Regions from separate parts of the Zea mays genome. Here all the other regions are linked to region 1. A link is a contact called in public Hi-C data. All regions are on one chromosome and are shown on one strand. The core of a region is the stretch at or near the end of the contact, and the rest is flanking DNA. Distances in the headings are between cores, read along the strand shown. Region 1 holds the start of LOC103640761 (pentatricopeptide repeat-containing protein At1g22960, mitochondrial). Region 2 holds the start of LOC100273248 (genomes uncoupled4-like protein). Region 3 holds the start of LOC542346 (crinkly 4).

Region 1 (3,342 bases), core at 527-3,026:
GGGGCGCGGCGGCGCTCGGGCAGGGGAGCGGCGGCGGCGGCGCTAGGGCAGGGGAGAGGGAGTTGGGGAAGGGGAGGGGTATGACAGGCGGGGCCCGCGGGGGAGAGGAGAGAGATTTGGGGGGAGGGGGAGGGAGGGGCGGCTGGGCCAGCCGTGGGCCCAAAGCGGGGGCGCGCGGGGGGAGGGGGGCGAGGTGGGCCGCGACCAAGTCGGCCCACGACGCGAGGGGAGGGGAGGGGGCGAGCCGGCTGGGCCGACCGACCAGCTGGGCCGCTCGCGCCAAGGGGGGGCGGATGGGCCAAAAGGGGAGGAGAGGGAGGAGAGAGAAAAGAAAAGATTTTTCCTTTTTTTATATCTATTTTCTATATGAATGCTTTCACACCTTCAAACAACCCAAAAAAAATGCATGGTTCGACATGATGCAGCAAATCAAGGAAATTAACCCTAAGGTTTACTATTATCACGTAACTTAAAGTTTTGAAGACGGTTGAGGTTTTAGCGAAAAGAAAAAGGGAAAGAGAGGTAACACCCGAATTTGGAGAGTGATATAGAAAGAAGAAGAAAAAAAATCCAACTCGAAATTCGGGGCGTTACACGAATCAACAAGGAGGGAACAAAGGCCGACGCTGCCAGCCCGTGGCGGTCGCGATAAGACACAACATCACCAAGCCACGTTCGAACAGTACATACAGTACCAAAAGGTCTCTGGCAGACACGACGAAACACCCCCTCGTGCGCCCACGGATATACCCTCACAAACTCGTGGGGCCAGTCAACCCCGGTCATAAGGGCCTTAGCGTCGGAGTCTCTACAGTGACCCGCATACTCGAAAGAATGCAACAGGTACACCATACCGGGGTGTATGTCTACTCATGCGAGAGGGTGACACAGGCTCATGATGACAGGCAGAACCGCGCCACGCACGACCGCTCCGTGGGATTGACCTTAGGGACCCCTGTGCACTACAATAGAGGTGTCAACAACGGGCGAGCGAGACGATACACCATACCAAGAGTACGGCTACACATGACTCCACTGTAAGGTCCAACCCTTGAACTATAAAAGAGACGGACCCTCTTTTCTCTAAGCACACTAGCACACCTGCTATAACATGTCTTAAAGCAATACTATGATCAATACTACACTGGACTAGGATGAAAGTCTGAACCAATATAACCCCAATGTCTTAGTTTCTTGCTCGAATCCCCGTGATCCACCATTCGGATTGAGTCCGTGCTTGCAGCCCATACCGAACACAAATTTATTGTCCCCCGATTTCTGAAACCATGACAATAAGTTTATCTTGTTGTTTAGTTCTCGTGTATAATTAATTTTATAGTTAGATTATATTAAATACTCCTAATTATTATTAAAAACATTCGATGTAACAAGGATTAAACTTCACTTTCTGGATCAAACACCCCTATATTTATAGCAAGTATAAATGCAAAATGCATTGAGTTTGTTGCGACGAGATTTGAGCTCTCATTTTTTTCTACTAAATTGAATACGATATCTAGAAAGTGCTTATTTCATTACTAGATCATTTTTCAGCTTCTCTGAATTTATGGAAAGCAATGAGCGCCTCTTTTTGGTTGTAGTTTAGACATCCGAGCACCAAACATCCTTGGGTTCATTGTATATTTATTTGTACTTGCATATTATCACCACGATCGAACAGTACTAGCATTTGAACTTTCAATTTGGTCAGCGATCCAGCGTGTGTGGAGCACTGAATCTAAGGCAAGATTCTTGCACGCATCTTGATTCATCAAAATGAACGGTGCAGATGTCGTGTGCACCTCCAGCGCCAGCGCTGCTCTGGTAAACGTGGACGTGGCCTTGGTTTCCTCCGATCCCTCTTTCCAACCCGCCGCGCCTTCTCTGTCTCACCAGTCACCAGCCGCCGCCGCCGCCGCCGCCTACTAGGCATCATCGCCGTCTACGGCGGCTCAGCCGCTGCTTCTTGGGCATCTCAGTCAAGGCCGCCCTCCGGCCGCCCTTCACTCCAGGTCGGGGGCCGCAGCCTGGGGGGCGCGCGCCCTCGACCCCATACGGGCGCCGGAATCTAGTGGATGCGTCGCAGCCGTCGCCACAGACTCCTTCTCGCCGCTGCCGCGCCATCATTCATGGCGAGGCATCGCCGGGCGGTACCAGAATCATAATCCATGCCATTCAACATCCCACACTGCAAATCACAAGCTCCTGTATCCTACGCCGTAGCAGCTGTTTCCAGCATCCGCTTCTCCTCTTCCTCCTCCCTGCCGGCGCTGGTTCCGCCGCCTCCGCGCCTGCACGAGGAGAACCCGTTCGCCGCGCTCCTCGCCTCGGACCCCCCACCGCCGGAGCCTCTCCGCCAGGTGCTCGCCACGGGCGACGTCCACTCCGCGCTCCGCGGCCTCCCGGGCCTTGCGCACCAGCTGTTCCGGTGGGCGGAGACCACCCCGTGTGGCTTCCCCCGCTCCGCCTCCGCGTTCGCCGCCGTCCTCGTCCCGCTCGCCCGAGCCAACCACATCCGGGTCGCCTATCCAGTCTCCCTCCGCGCCCTGCACCTCGGCCTCCTCCTCCCCCTCGTGTCCCTCCTGTTATCCGGCCCCCTCGCTCCCGCCCCTCTGTCACTATTGAACCTCCTCTTAAGCTTGTCCACCAAATACTCCAAGGAATGCAAAGCCCGTGACGCCACGCCCGACACATGTTCGACGTTGTGCCTGTCCGCCTTCCGCGAGATGGCAAGCCACGGGGTGGCCCCTGACGTTAAAGACTGCAACAAGGTGCTCCGTGTATTGCGTGATGCGGCCAGGTGGGACGACATGTCTGCTGTGCATGCGGAGATGCTCCAGCTCGGGATTGAGCCAAGTATTGTCACATACAATACTTTGCTGGATTCTTTCTCGAAGGAGGGAAGGAAGGACAAGATTGACATGCTGCTGAAGGAGATGGAGGCCCGGGGGAGCAGTTGCTTGCCGAACGATGTTACTTATAATGTGGTGATTGCTGGGTTGGCTAGGAAAGGTTATCTCGAGGAGGCCGCGGAGCTGGTTGAGGAAATGCGGCTGTCCAAGAAGGCTTCGTCCTTCACTTATAACCCACTTATCACTGGGTTGCTTGCAAGGGGCTTTGTCAAAAAGGTTGATGATTTGCAGCTGGAGATGGAGAATGAGGGCATTATGCCTACAGTAGTGACGTACAATGCAATGATCCATGGACTGCTTCAAAGTGGGCAGATAGAGGCTGCACAGGCGAAGTTTGTGGAAATGAGGGCGATGGGCTTGCTACCAGATGTGATCACCTACAATTCTTTGCTAAATGGGTATTGTAAGGCAGGTAATCAGAAAGAGGCTC
Region 2 (3,342 bases), core at 618-3,117, 180 kb before region 1:
TATTAGGAATTGCCAAAGTTAAGCTCTAAATGCTACACGAGGGATGCTGGTAGTGCCTATTGACTAGATCTTTTTTTCCAGTTATGTGTTGGTGCCGCTTTCTACATTGACGTTTCGCTAATAAAACACAAAATAGTCAGTTAAAATGTGGAACTGATTTTCGTATGGCTTCTTTTTCAGAATCCAGGAGCATGCTTATACATGCAGATGGATGAGCGGCTCACATGTGATGGTTCGCACCATCATACCCGGCGGCTCTGTCCATGCGCCTGAGAAGGGGAAATGAATGTGACACTCATAAGACAGCAGAGGGGTAGTTTTCTCTGAAAAACTTTCTACCATGTTTTAGGTTCATTTAATTGCCAACTGCCAAGATGTGGACAACGTTGGTTTGCAGCTTGCTCACTCGACAGGAAACAAGTGGAGGCGATAAGCTGATAACCGATGGTTCTCCATCACACCCCCATGACGAACAACCTCTCCACGCACCGGTTGCGGGTTTCCTCAACAAGAACGCCCTACTCTCCTCCTGTTTCTGGGAAGGATTATGGATGCAAAATGAAATGGAGTGCCTGCAAAGATCTGCTCCGGTTCTTGAGAAGCGTCGTGGATGCAGAAGGAGATGCAATACCTTTCAAATCCTTGCATGGTATCTGGTAGGATTTTGCATGCTGAATGAAAATGCACGCAGGCGATTCCACGAGCCTTTCATGCATGTTTTGAGACACCTGAACCAATTATATATATTCGTAATATATTGCACAAGCTTCCATGCATGTTTTAAGACAAAAGTAACCCAAACAGAACTACGGATACATGATCTTTTAAATCAATTACACCATGCCAGCATCTCTGCACCACAAACTCCCATGCCCCTTTTTTTTTGGTTTCCTTCGCCAGCCTGAATCAAAAAGAATAATCAGGCTTGAAATCTCTCATGGACCTGGGTCTCTCCCTCCCTTTGTTATCATCTTTGGTGTTTGCACTCTCTTCTGCAGCAGCAGCTCCGTCTCCCTGGTCCTCCTCCTGGAAGGCCGGGTGGGTGAGGATGTTCGCCAGGAGCTGCGTGCCCCTGAGGGCGTTGGTGAGCGGCAGGTGTCCCTCGGGCGTGTCGTCCGTCAACTCCCACAAGAACTCGTCGGGGAAGGCCCTGTAGTTGTACTGCTCCACCTCCGTGTCCAGCTTCCTCATCCAGCCGACCCGGATGAAGAAGCGGGTGAAGTCGCGCCGCGACTTCTCCCAGAGCCGCCGCTGCACGCTGTACCCGAACCTGCCGCCGCTGTGCTCCTTCCAGAGCCCGTCGATGGCGGCGAGGTCCTCGGCCGGGATGAACTGGACCTCGGAGAAGAAGACGTACCCTCGGCGCCTCGCGGGCTCGCCGGCGAGGTCGATGATCAGCGCCCGCGTGGTCTCGTCCGCCTGCCGGTAGTCGCCCGCGGCGAGCTGGCGGCGGAGGAGGTCGAGAGAGGGGCCTTCTTCTTCTTCTTCGTCCCCTGCCGCTGGTGCAGATGCCGGGGCAACTGGAGTCGGAGCTGACGAATTGGTGGCTGAGGCTGCTGTCACCGAGGGGGAGGTTTTGGTGTAGAGCCTGAAGGAAATGCTGCCGCTGGTGTTGGTGGAGAGCTTGTGCACGGCGGACGCGGAGCCGTCACGGCTGCCGCCGGCGCCGGCGAAAGAATGGTCGTGCGGGAGAAGGAAGGATTGCAGAGAAGCGTTTGCCATGGGTGGCAGGAGGACGCAGCTGAGCTGAGAGCCTGAGACTGAGAATGGAGGGGAGGGAGACGATGATAAAGGAGCGAGTGGATGGGGTTTAGTGCTGCGAGAGCTGAGCTGGGTGGTGGTCGTCGTGTGGTGTGGAGAATTGAGGCCGTCGTGTTGCCTTTGTGTGTGTGTGTGTTCTTGTGACAGTCCACCTTTGTGGGTGTCGTGTGCCAAGTCCTGGCCTCGATGGCTGTGGGAGATTTTGGGCGGTGGTTTTTTAGGGGGCCCATTCTGGGCGAGAATACGAAGGTGGGGCTGTGATTGGTGGGTTCTGGGTGAGATGAGGATACTGGCTATGGCAAACAATCCAAACACCAACGGAGATAGGGTCTGTTTCGTTTAGCTTCTTTTCTTGACGATTTCTGAAAATCTGACCGTTAGAAAAAACCTGAGTATCATAAGGATTATGTGCAAGGTAAGATAAAGTGATTTATAGGGTTTAGGATCTAAAAAGTGATGTGTTTTCCCTATCACGACGACTCGATTGATTCTGCGTTCATGGTTTATTTTAGATGATTTTCACTAATGGACTGTTTGGATCCATTTATTTTGAAGGAATTGGAATTTACTCAAATAATAGGTTATTTCGTTTGAAATTTGGCATTCTACCATTTTCTAAAATTTAGATATAAGTATATCCCAAATTCTTAGGACAAGAGCTAGAAATTGATTCTATGTATCGTTAGTCCATGTTTCTACTCTACAACTTATGACACGCTTGGCTCGCTTTCCTATACAAACATAGCACATAAATATCTTATGTTCGGTATATTTTATGAACCTAATTTTCTAGGTAGATATAAGTTAAATTAATTTTGATTTTGGTGTACAGGCAATTTATTTAGATAGTATCTACCGTCGATTTATACGTGTATATGTTCGTGCATGTATTTTATGATTATATGTTGGTGCATGTGTTTTATGAGTAGGTTATATTGTTAATTATTATGTTTAGTTTTAACGTAGGTTAAATTTAGTTGGTATAAAGGTTTTATTTTTGTTATTTTAATGCTTAGTTTGAATAGTTATTTAGTTTAGGTTGTAGTATTAGGCAAAGAGACTTATTTCCTTATGATTCTTTGTTTTGATAGATATAAGACATGTGGCGTGAGAAGTGATAAAATGGTTTTTTATGGAGATATATACTCGAACGTGTCTTGTAAGGACGGCAGGACGCACCGTCTCTCCTGAGTTATAGGTACCTAATTATGACTGTGGTAAACCAATCTATGTGTTTTAATTGAGGCATCTAGATACAACGTATGTTTTTTACACATACGATGGTTTTAATGTAAGTAATTGTTTGTAAATGTTTTTTTGTTGTTCCTTGATGTGTTATTAAAGAATGATAGTCCTGACAAGTTTGAACCAATAAACCTCCTTTACGACCACTTAGGGTTTGTTTGATTCTACCCCAATTCATATGGATTGAGAGGGATTGAGGGGGTTTCAATCCCTAGTAAGTCAAAATCTCTCTCAATCTGTATCAATCCCCTACAATCCATATGGATTGAAAATAACCGAACAAGCCCTTATGGAGAGGGAGAAGACCACACCAGCGCTTGAAGAGGTAGATCCACC
Region 3 (3,342 bases), core at 569-3,068, 130 kb before region 1:
GCAAGCAGAGTCTAGAGTTTGCAGGCTTACACACCTTGATGCTGCCAACTTCACCATGGTTCACATATTCATAGTACCCATGGCTGCATGCAGTAGGTACACAAATCCCAGGAGGTACGGCCATGGGTAATGCCAATGGCCCACTGTTGCCCCAGCACCTCGGCATCAGCGAAGTCTCAGCAGGCACTCCACAAGTGAAGTAATCCCCAGCCACAAGAGCATACATCTTCAGCCCTTTTGGTGGCGATGTACTGTTATGAAGAGTGAAGCCCCAGCAAGCCACTTGGTGGTCAAGGCTCCTGATGCCACAAGCATGGAACCGCCCGCCAACCACAGTGCTCATTGCATCCATCGGCACTATGTTCACATCACCATCACCGATAGCACTGGATGGCACCACCTGCTGCATCTCCAAGCTCCTGCCCCAGCAGAACACCTGTGCATTCTCCAACACCCCACAGACATGGTAACCGCCCGCGCCTATAGACTGAAAGTGCAGATCCCTCGGTGCCAGCCCAACGACACCACTCACCGTCTCGTCGCCCCAGCAGAACACCGTCCTGTTCCGAGCAAACAAGCCACAATTGAACACCGAACCAGCTGAAACAGTCGACACGGCTTCATCAACAGCATGTGTGGCGGTCATATTGTATCCCCAGCAGTCAATCAGCGATGTAGCAGCACTGGAACCACGACCCCCATCTTGAGCAGCTCTCAGTGCGCAGAGGTGGTTGTCCCCCGCACTGAGCTCAGAGTACCTTGCGCCCTCAACCATCGGCTGTGGCACCCCGCTCTTGACATAGGAGTTGCTACCCCAGCAGTATGGCTGCCTGGTGTCGAGCAGGAGGCCACACACGAACCCATCCCCTGCCGTGAGGCCAAGGAAAGGGATGTTGGGTGGTGCGCCGTACAGGACAGATGCATCAGCACCGAAGCAGGCGACGAGGTGGGAGCCGTCGGAGTTGAGGCCACAGAACACCGGACCATCCTCCCCATAGGACACCGCAATGGACGACATGGAGCCAAGGCCACAGGCCCAGCCAGGCAGCAGGGCCAGGAAGCAGCACCCGGCAAGAACTAGAGCCGGCACATGGTCCATGTCTTGAAACTTGGGGCCGTCACGACCACAGGAAGGGGGGCTAATTCCGAGAAGATTCCTGCATGTATTTTAGCTTTTGTTAGCACCAGACGACCAGCAGGCATCGGATGAGTCCTATTCTACTAAACTAAACTAAAAAACTATCTCAGAACCAGTCTTATTATAGGTAAAGAAACAAGAGTCAAAAAGTGAGAACCTTTATGCTGCGAGCATGCCAGTAAGCACGAAACGGGGGTCGGCGGGCGGAGTGGCCAGTCAGTCACCCTCGCTGCGCAGCATTTCACCAGGCCCCTGATCTGTTGGTTTCCTCCCCAGCATTTGATGAACAGCAGCGCACCGATTTGCTGCCCCTCTTCCTTTTCCTTTGTCACCTACAAGGGGTAATTTTTGCAAAAACAACAAAATAAAAAACGAAGTTAGCAGGCACAATACATGTGTACACTCGCAGTTAGATCAGATCCGGTTATAAATTGCCGAGTAGCATTAGGTTAGGGTTTGGGTGCTCGGATTCGCGCAGCAGGAAAAGCAGAGAAGTGAAGGGGCGGGGCGCGTACCTGGTGGTGAGTGCCCGTCGCCGGCGAACGGCCGGACAAAGCACTGGGCACACAGTGGAGAGGCGGCGGTGGCAGCGGCGGTCGCCCTGTCGTCGCCACGAACGAGGTGGAGGGGGAGAGAGAGTGAGACGGGAGAGCGTACGCAGGGCGAAGTGGAGAAGACACAGCGAGCAGGGGTGAAGGCTGCCTGTCCGGGGCTGTTGGGCAATAAGAGCATGTCCAACGGTGGCCGCGACTGAGATGTTAATGGGTCCGGATCCTCCGTTTTCCATAGAGAATTCTTTTATCATAGAATAAGAAATAAAAAATTAATTTTCCTTATGAGGAGACAAACGGGGAATCCCCCCCCCCCCCCCCATACACGTGAATATGAACCGTGTAACAATGTTTTCTACAATAGTTAATGATAAAACAAATAATTACTTTATCAAAAATCGCTAATTATATAAATATATATTATTTTAATATACACATGGTAATTTTTTATATCTGATAAGATATATATATGTGATAATGCTTTGTATTAATAATAAATGATTAAGTTCTGTTTGGATCCTCGCGGCTAATTGATTGTCAGTGGCTAACAATTAGTCACCAGATAATTAGCTAGCAATAATTATCCAGTGTATGTTTAGAGTCTTGGCTAATAGATGTTTTTTTCTATTTACACGTTCTATTAGCACATATTGCAAGGTCAAATGGCTAATAGACAAAAAGTTTGCGAGCCCTCCGGCTAACAATTAGTCAATTTATTAACAAGTCTATTTGGAGGCTAAGGTGCTAAAATTAGATAATTTGCCACAGGAATCCAAACAGGGCCTATGTGAGGTTAGGGATCCCCATCGGAGATTTATCTCAATGGAGCATGGATAGTGATGGGTGTTGACGCCGATCTGGGCGCCAAACATTGGAACAAACCACTTGTCGGTGCTCTCTGCGGAGGTGCAAACGGCCCGCGGCACAAGGCCGGACGGTCCATGACCTGGGCGCAGAAGTGAATCCTTCTTTGCACGCTTTCGGAGGGTCTTCTTCTCCGCGAAGAACCCTAAAACTCCCCCCCGAGAGAGATCTCGTCGAGGGGGAGAGTTCCAAGGCGTTGCTCCGGGTCGGCAGGTCGCCCGATGCGTTTCTAATCGGTGTAGAGTCAAAGAGAGATTGTTGTTGAAGACTAAAGTAGATCTAAATATAAGGCTAGATTACTCCTCCTAGTATTTGGAACTAAAAGAACGATACAAATAAAGTAAAATTGATAAGTAGATTTGATTGGATCGATTATGGGGGTTCAATCGGTCGTACCCCTTCATTTATATAAAGGGTGGAGGTCTGGACCCGTTACAAGTTGGTTATCGAGTTAATCTCACAGGTTTTGCTAACAAATCTCGCTAGAAATCTGGAACCCTAACTGATTCTGTGCACACGTGAACCGTCTGCGTCACCCTCGCGGACCGTTTGGACCGCGGACTGTCCGGCCTATAGGGCCGGACCGTCTCGTATGATATTTTTGGTGCTCAACATATCCCCCTTGCCTTTTGGTGGAGGTGAAAGGAAAATATGCCCTTGGGCAATTTCTAGTTGTTTTGGTGATTAAATGCTCAACACATTACTATGAACTAACATTCCCCTTACGAGCATGAGCATAGGTGTTTAGAAAGCACATTGAAGCAATCAAGTCCAGAAGATTGAGGAAAA

Evidence for each region. Hi-C and Micro-C count contacts between places; a contact is called where the count stands out from the background.
Region 2: a contact with region 1 is called in a Hi-C map of bundle sheath, with 4 times the contacts expected there. The contact joins the promoter of LOC100273248 here to the promoter of LOC103640761 in region 1. A contact is called at or near these places in 3 of 25 Hi-C or Micro-C datasets (bundle sheath, ear and leaf).
Region 3: a contact with region 1 is called in a Hi-C map of leaf, with 5 times the contacts expected there. The contact joins the promoter of LOC542346 here to the promoter of LOC103640761 in region 1. A contact is called at or near these places in 2 of 25 Hi-C or Micro-C datasets (ear and leaf).

What each region holds. Positions count from the first base shown.
Region 1 is chr10:5,036,761-5,040,102 of Zm-B73-REFERENCE-NAM-5.0, reverse strand. It overlaps LOC103640761 (pentatricopeptide repeat-containing protein At1g22960, mitochondrial), which reads left to right and starts at 1,776. Exons shown (of 2, transcript XM_008664247.3): 1 at 1,776-3,342. The coding sequence starts at 2,169.
Region 2 is chr10:5,216,791-5,220,132 of Zm-B73-REFERENCE-NAM-5.0, reverse strand. LOC100273248 (genomes uncoupled4-like protein) reads right to left here and starts at 1,867. Exons shown (of 1, transcript NM_001147690.1): 1 at 722-1,867. The coding sequence starts at 1,722. The coding sequence ends at 907. It overlaps LOC100275960, which reads left to right. Exons shown (of 12, transcript NM_001149875.2): 11 at 181-313; 12 at 398-791. The coding sequence ends at 273.
Region 3 is chr10:5,165,374-5,168,715 of Zm-B73-REFERENCE-NAM-5.0, reverse strand. It overlaps LOC542346 (crinkly 4), which reads right to left and starts at 1,818. Exons shown (of 3, transcript NM_001348726.1): 1 at 1,654-1,818; 2 at 1,296-1,470; 3 at 1-1,157. The coding sequence starts at 1,099.